Regions from separate parts of the Arabidopsis thaliana genome. Here region 2 is linked to region 1. A link is a contact called in public ChIA-PET data. All regions are on one chromosome and are shown on one strand. The core of a region is the stretch at or near the end of the contact, and the rest is flanking DNA. Distances in the headings are between cores, read along the strand shown.

Region 1 (3,742 bases), core at 515-3,014:
TGCAACTCAACCAACACGTTGATGAGAACATCAAGAGGGATCTTCTTATCTTCAGGGAAAGCACCGAGAACCAAGAAACAATCTCTGGTTTTAGGGTCAAGATTTTCTAGAGTTGCTTCGATTTGAGCAAACACTCTACTCTCATGAGTTTCATCAGCAGGTTCACCTCTTGATAGCCTCTCCACTGCACCTTCCCAATATTTTTCAGGTCGTTCTTTCAATGAAGCACCAATGACTTTCAGAGACAAAGGTAGACCTTTACACTCCCCAACAACCTACCAAACAGAGTCAATACAATATGAGTACTGAAAGCAAAAAAGAACATTGCTACTATGCATGTGTCACCTAAAGCAGACCAATTACCTGCTTGACCAAACTTTGGCTGAACCCTGAAGGCACTAATTTCTGATTGAAAACAGAGAGACAGAACAGGGCCGTTGCTTCATGTTCATTGAGTAACTCTACATCATAAGTGACTCTAGAATCTGCGAGTTTAGACCGTGAGACCACAAGAGTTGTGGTTCCAGGAATATTTTCGAACATCAGCTGGTCCAGAGATTCCCTTGTCCAAACATCATCAAGGATCACTAGCTTCCTCGATTCTGGAAGAGTAGCACCAACCCCAGCCTCATAACTAGTAAGAAATCCCCATATATGGGCTCTAAGCTCCTCAAGATTGGGAGATTGTGACACAGTCAGAAACAAAACCTTGTTCCCAAAGTGGCCTGTATAAAAGCAGTAAATGAAAGCAATTTTAGCAACTCAACTATACAACAAAACAATAGAAGCATGATCATCAAGATAAACCAACAAAATATACCATTAAGAAACACCACAAAGCCACTGCAATAGAGATCACAAAGATGTACCAAGCAAATTAACAAACGATATGGAATCAGAGGCCAGCAAAGAAAAGTCATTACCTCGAACCTCCTCGTCCCGGGCAAGCTCTTTGGCAAGAGTGGTTTTCCCTGAACCACTCATCCCAGAGATACCAATAAGTCTTTCCCCATCAATGGATTTAAACAACATCTCCTTCACCTTCCTCTTTCCCAAATCCAATCCCACCCCCAAATCAGCACCATCGGTTGTCACCATCTCAACGGTAGCCTCGGCCGTCTTCAACGCCTCACGCAACGATTCACTTCCCCTGAGTTTCATAGAACCAAGCTTCTCATTCAAACTATCAACCTTCCTATCAATCCGATCGAACCGGAATTCAGAATCGGCTCGAACATGATGAACATCAGCGAGAACATGGACTAACAATTGACCGTTGAGAAAGCTAGACACTTTACTCTGAAGATTCTCCATTTTCCTAACATGGAGTAGCTGTCTAACCATGTTCCAACGGCTGGATTTAAGAACTTTCTCGGTGAGCTTCCTACACTTGTCTAAGGTTTCCGAGAACATACGCAACTGAGCCTGGCGATGAGGTGTGAGCTCGACGCCGCTGTATTGGATCTCCTTGATCGTTGGTTGAAGACCATCGATCATGGTGGCGAGATTTTTGGCGATGCCTCTGCATCTGAGGGTTTTTTGAGAAACCGCATAGAGCTGCCTCACGAGCTCCGTCACAACTTCGCCGCCGATTATATCTGCCATGGCAAAGGCCGATGAGAAAAAGAGAGAGAGATAAGTGGAGAGAAGAAAAGGCAAGGAAGAGTGGAGTAACAAGCAACGAAGTAAACAAAACAAAAGGAAGTAAACAAGTAGGTGACGTTGTGGAACCCATTAACGAAGCTTCGTTGCAGTCACCTTTTGGTAAAGTCTACGGAGACCCAATAAAGATAAAGACTTTTGGCAAATTAATGTCATCATCTTTCATGTAATTATGTCTAATAAGGCCCAAGGGCAAAGTACTGAAGCCTAATAAGGCCCAATACATAAAGACACGTCCTTAACACGCGTTCAATAAAATTGGAATGATGCAAGTGTGGACCATAAAAGGCAAAGGTTCTTTGGTCCAAATAAAATCATGTGAAGAGTACATGGGCCCAAAGCCCATAGAAGTGGCACCATAGCCCATATAATCCTCATGGGCCATGGCCCTCAGCTCAGCTCCTCAAGATTAGAAGACTGGGGACACACAGTAAGAAACAAAATCCGGTTCTCGAAGTCGAAGTGGTCTTCAAATCTCCGGCGGATGGTAATCGTCGGCGGATGGTTTAGACTTTAGAGATAACAGAAGAAGACCTCATCTTTAGAGTCCGGAGCGAAATTAATGGCGGCCATAGCTCGTCTTCCACTAACTCATTCTCTTCCCTCCATCTTCAATCCTTCATCCTTCCTCTCTCAGTCTCTCTCTTTTCCTACTTATCTCCATCGCTCTCCCTTTCGCTCCTTCTCCTCCGTCTCTCCAATCCTCTGCACCTCCCATCGCGATTCGAGATCGCCGGGGAGTGATTCTAATGCGTCGATTGTTGGGGATCTTCTGGATTATCTTAATGAATCCTGGACACAGTTTCACGCCACTGGTATATTGAAATATTGTTTTCTTTTCGGTATTCAACTTTAAGTGACGACTCTCATTGGTCTTTTTCTCTTTGCTGGCAGCTGAGGCGAAGAGACAGCTTTTGGCTGCTGGGTTTGATCTCCTCAGTGAAAACGAAGACTGGAATCTGAAACCTGGTGGCCGTTACTTCTTTACACGAAACATGTCCTGTTTGGTTGCTTTTGCTGTCGGAGAAAAGTGAGTCTTCCGATTCAATTATGCTTCCATGGTATAAGATTTGGTTTGGCTTTGATAATGAATCCTGGAACTAGTTCAAGCTTTGATAATTGAAGGGTTCTTCACAAAAATCGTTTTTTTTTTCTTTCTTAGATTCCTTATTTGTTGGGTTCAGGGAACCTACATTTGTTCCTCATTTTGTAGGTATGTGCCTGGTAATGGTTTTCATGCCATAGCTGCTCACACCGATAGCCCGTGTCTTAAACTTAAACCGAAGTCTGCTTCATCCAAGTCTGGCTATCTCATGGTGAATGTTCAGACTTATGGAGGTGGTTTGTGGCACACATGGTTTGATCGAGACTTAAGTGTTGCGGGGCGAGCAATTGTGAGAGCCAGTGATGGCTCGTTTGTTCATAGGCTTGTCAAAGTGAAAAGGCCATTACTAAGGGTACCCACTTTGGCCATTCATCTTGATCGGTAAATTTCTTTCATGAGCTTGTCTAGTGAAGTTTTAGGCTAATGCATTTGCCATCAAGTGGAGTTATGTTTTGAAGCTCATTCATGCTGTTTTGTTCTTCGTGTATTGTTTAGCACAGTGAACAGTGATGGATTTAAACCAAATTTGGAGACCCAACTTGTTCCGCTACTGGCAACAAAATCAGATGAATCCTCAGCAGAGTCCAAGGACAAAAATGTATCCTCCAAAGATGCTCATCATCCATTACTCATGCAGGTATGAGTATGACATAATTTGGTTAGTCACTAGAGTCATTCCTCTGCATCGTTTCTGAACATGCACCAAGTTTCTAAGATATTAGATCATGAGAACTGTGGAATTACTGTTGCTAAATTTTTTATATCATTACCAACATTTCGAGTTTCTATCATAGTATCATCATCATCCATTAGTGTTGCTAAATTTTTGTATCATTACCAACATTTCGAGTTTCTATCATAGTGTCATCATAATCCATTAGTGTTGCTAAATTTTTGTATCATTTAGTTTAAATTTGGGTAACTGTAAAATCCGCAAATATCTCAAAGTTTCCTGATCGTGTTGCAGATTTTGTC
Region 2 (3,742 bases), core at 826-3,325, 39 kb before region 1:
CTATGATGTTGGGATTCACAGGGCCTGTGTGTGTGTGACCACTGACCACAGCACCATTGCTCATCTCATGTTACTCCATTCACTTCACAATACAAAATACAAATTACAAATCTCTTTTGTAACATTTCAATTCAAACGTTACTATAGACCAACATTCTCTTTTAATGCACCCTCGTAAATACACTATCCTTTTCTGTATTTTTAAAACTTGAATCTCATAAGTTCATGACAATTACATTTATACATACACTACGGGTGTTTCTATTACGCTTATTTTCAAGATTTTAACTCCAGCATGGATATCACAAAAAGGGTTTTGCTAAATATCTTACGTGATGATGCTTTTAAGAGTCAAATCAATAAATAAAATCTCTATGTTATTAATGTTAATACATGAATTATCCGAGCATGATATTTAATGAGTCTTACAGTTTATGTTAGTGTAGTAGTCCTTGTGTAACCATCGAAAATTCGTAATACCAAATTTTATTTGGGGAAAAAAAATGTAAGGTCCAATATTTGTGACAAAAAAATTTTTAATATGGATGCCAAAGGAGCTACATGCCTACATCTAATGAGAAAGGCTATATAATATGCCTGCAAAAAAAATGAGAAATTATAATTCTATGTCCTTTAAAACCTAAAAAAGAAGTAAAAAATAAAGAGCTTAAATAAAAAGAAGTATCACAGAATTTATTCTTATGTATATTTCCTTTTAAAATGGGGCTGTTATACAAAATTTCTCTGAATCTGTTGGCATAAACTTCGCTGAGTTTCATGAATTTTGGGGGAAAAATAGTGTAACTTTCGAGTTATGACAAAAGGCACTGTTATACACATAAATCAACAATAATGGCTCTAAAAATATTTTTGATATATATTTAATGGTTCTTTTTCCTCTAACCACTAATTACTTTTTACAAAATCCAAAAAGGGTTAATTAATCTAAACAAAACCGGAGATTAAAAAATTTAAAACCGAATCTTAAGCCTTTTTTTATTTTTAACAGCTCCGTCTCTCTTCCTCTTGAATCTCCGTCTGACCTTGAGATAACGAATAAACCGGCGACGACGGCAAAGACGAAACGGCGGTTGAATAACGAGCCGAATCCGATACCGAAGCCGACGTTATTCCGGCGCCGGAATCAGAGAGTCCAGAGAGAAGATCAACAAAAGCACTGACGATAACGCCGTGACTCTTCCTCCCATTCATCCTCAAATACCAAGCGAGCATCGATTCCAAGCTCTCCCAATCTTTAGCCAACTCACCGTGACTCGTCACCATCTCCTCCATCGATCGCCGGAAATCACCGTACGGATCCTCGGATTCCATCGCCACCGCGACACTAATCTCCTCAATCGGCGTACTCCGATCTTCTCCCACCGCAACCGTTTCCTTCGATTTCAAATCCGATTTCGATTTCTCTTCAATCTCTTCCAGAATCGAACTCGTAACTCCTGGATCGAAGAATAACCGCTCCGATCTAACAACGCCACGAACCACCATCTCTAAGGACTCAGCGTCAAGGTCTTGATCCGACTCGGTTGAGTGACTCGCTGTCTCGGACGAGTTAGTAAACCATGACTCAGGCGTCTCCGCTTCCAACAAATCTCCTCCATTGTTGTTGTTGTGGTGGTGGTCGAAGAAAACAGAGTTCACCGTCTTGATCATGTCGTCGCCGACTCGGAACGAAAGAGTTTTGGCATTGTAACAGAGAGGAACCGCTAGTAATCCTCCGGCTCCGCCTTTGAACAGAGAAGAGAGTTTCATCTTCTTCTTCCCCATTGATACCACCAATTGTTTTTTTCTTTGTGAAGATCTTTGGTTGGGTTTGGGTTTAGTAATTAATGGAAGAGGAAGGAGTTGGAGGGAATGCGATATATGGGGAGAGAAGAGAGAGCTGGTGGGGTCAGGTCATGTGTCTATTTAATTTTGGGATATTTTTCTATTTGTTGTTAATTTTCCATTTTTTTCTGGTTAGTTATTTGAAGTGCTTTTACTTATTTAGTCTAAAGTCTTAACTATAAAAATTACGATGATTGAAGTTGATAGTTTGTTTTTGTTTTGCTTTGTGGTTAGCTTTTTCGATTCGTTTTCTGTTCAACCGGGATTTCAATAGTTTTTTCCAATATTTGATTTGCTACAATCCAAATTTTTAATATTGGTTTTTTCTACACTATTCGATCTAATAATTGATCAATTTTACAAAAATGTTTTTATAATGGAGATATATTATTTTTACAAATAGTTTATTGCTACATTTTACAATAATGTTTTTGTCGTTGTGATTTTATTGATATACACATGAGTGGAAGAATTATGTTTTTTACAAATATTTTGCTGTTTTGAAAAATTGACAATCTTCTTGTGTGACGAAAACACTTATCCTCATGCAGTTTACATATTATTAGCTCCATGGGTTGTTATTGCCTTGTTGGAGAGGTTGAATTTGTATTTTTTAACTAACAAAAGTTTCATGCAAACACGATATAATGGCTCTATGGGAATTTGAATTTTTATTTTGTCTTTGTTATCTAAATTTAAGATGATAATATTATACTCATGAACAAGTATAGTAAGACACAGCAGTAGCATTCAATTTGGTTGAAGACAAGAAAAATTAAATATTTTAATTAAAATAAAATAAAATAATACTAGAAAAAATGTTAGTCCCGAGCCAATGACAAAGCACTGTGCAGAACACAAAGCATTAAAAACGATTGCTTACAAGAAAATGTTGCAGAAAAACAAATCCCAATAAACATTTAGTAATTTTATATACTACTACTACTTTATAAAGGTTGATTGACGGTACTACATTCTTGTCTATTGGCTCGTCTTGTCAAATCTTCTTCTCATTTTTAATTACTCTCTCTTTACGACTTTAATAGTGTTTTACATCTTAATTAATTTGTTTAATTTTTTTAAAACTGATGTATAAGCTATTTTGTATTATATAATCCATAAACGAACACGTAAAAATCGTACTGATGCAGTCAGTTTTGACTTTCCTATAAGCACTGTGAGCTTCTAATACTCTCGGTCAACGTGTTATCTATAAATTACGTATGTGTAAATTATATGAAGCTTTGAGCTTAAAGAATGTTTCTTCTTGGTCGCAATACAAATTTCTAAAAGTAAGAATTGTAATTCAACTGAATAATTAAACTCGATGAACATCAGTTTCTTGAATATATATTTAAAAATAATTTATTTCGTTTAATTTTTTTTGAGGAATTGAAGTCTTATATTCGAAGAAGGACTATGTTATATGTATGTTTTTAATTAATGATGAATTTCTTGGACGATTTTCTTTACTAAGGTAAAATATATGATCCATCAAGGTAGAACAAGAATGTAGGGGATAGATCCTGAGACAGTGTCCTTTAGGAATCAGTCAATATTATAGAGTTTATCAGAGATATAAAACTGAAAGTAGTAAAAGATTTAAACAGAAGCAATCTGATGTTGAAACCCATTGTTGTGAAATAAATGCATCATTATTTTCGTACATTTTCAACTTTATTTACCCAACACCTCCATATCTTTCTCTTTTGCAAAAATTTCCTGTTTTGCCTTAATTTGCGTAAGATATTGGATCAACGTTTGTGGGATAAATATGGGAACATAGAATAAGAAAAAGAGAGAGAAAGATTGTGTGCAAAACTCATGTGAGGAATTAAAGAGGGCACCGTTGAATCACGCATATATTAACTGTGGATTTCCATCTTCTACTACTAGA

The links. ChIA-PET counts read pairs in DNA pulled down with a chosen protein or histone mark.
Region 2: a contact with region 1 is called in an H3K4me3 ChIA-PET map of shoot, with 12 read pairs. The contact joins the promoter of OFP13 here to the promoter of ADR1-L2 in region 1. A contact is called at or near these places in 10 of 26 Hi-C or Micro-C datasets (callus, cotyledon, leaf and 4 more), 1 of 2 datasets of contacts at active chromatin or transcription factors (shoot) and 1 of 3 other capture datasets (shoot).

Annotation. Positions count from the first base shown.
Region 1 is chr5:1,358,611-1,362,352 of TAIR10.1, reverse strand. It overlaps ADR1-L2 (ADR1-like 2), which reads right to left and starts at 1,764. Exons shown (of 5, transcript NM_120554.2): 1 at 924-1,764; 2 at 364-725; 3 at 1-275. The coding sequence starts at 1,605. It overlaps AT5G04710 (Zn-dependent exopeptidases superfamily protein), which reads left to right and starts at 2,078. Exons shown (of 9, transcript NM_120553.3): 1 at 2,078-2,477; 2 at 2,557-2,692; 3 at 2,876-3,148; 4 at 3,263-3,404; 5 at 3,735-3,742. The coding sequence starts at 2,225.
Region 2 is chr5:1,397,728-1,401,469 of TAIR10.1, reverse strand. It overlaps OFP13 (ovate family protein 13), which reads right to left and starts at 2,075. Exons shown (of 1, transcript NM_120564.2): 1 at 686-2,075. The coding sequence starts at 1,785. The coding sequence ends at 1,003.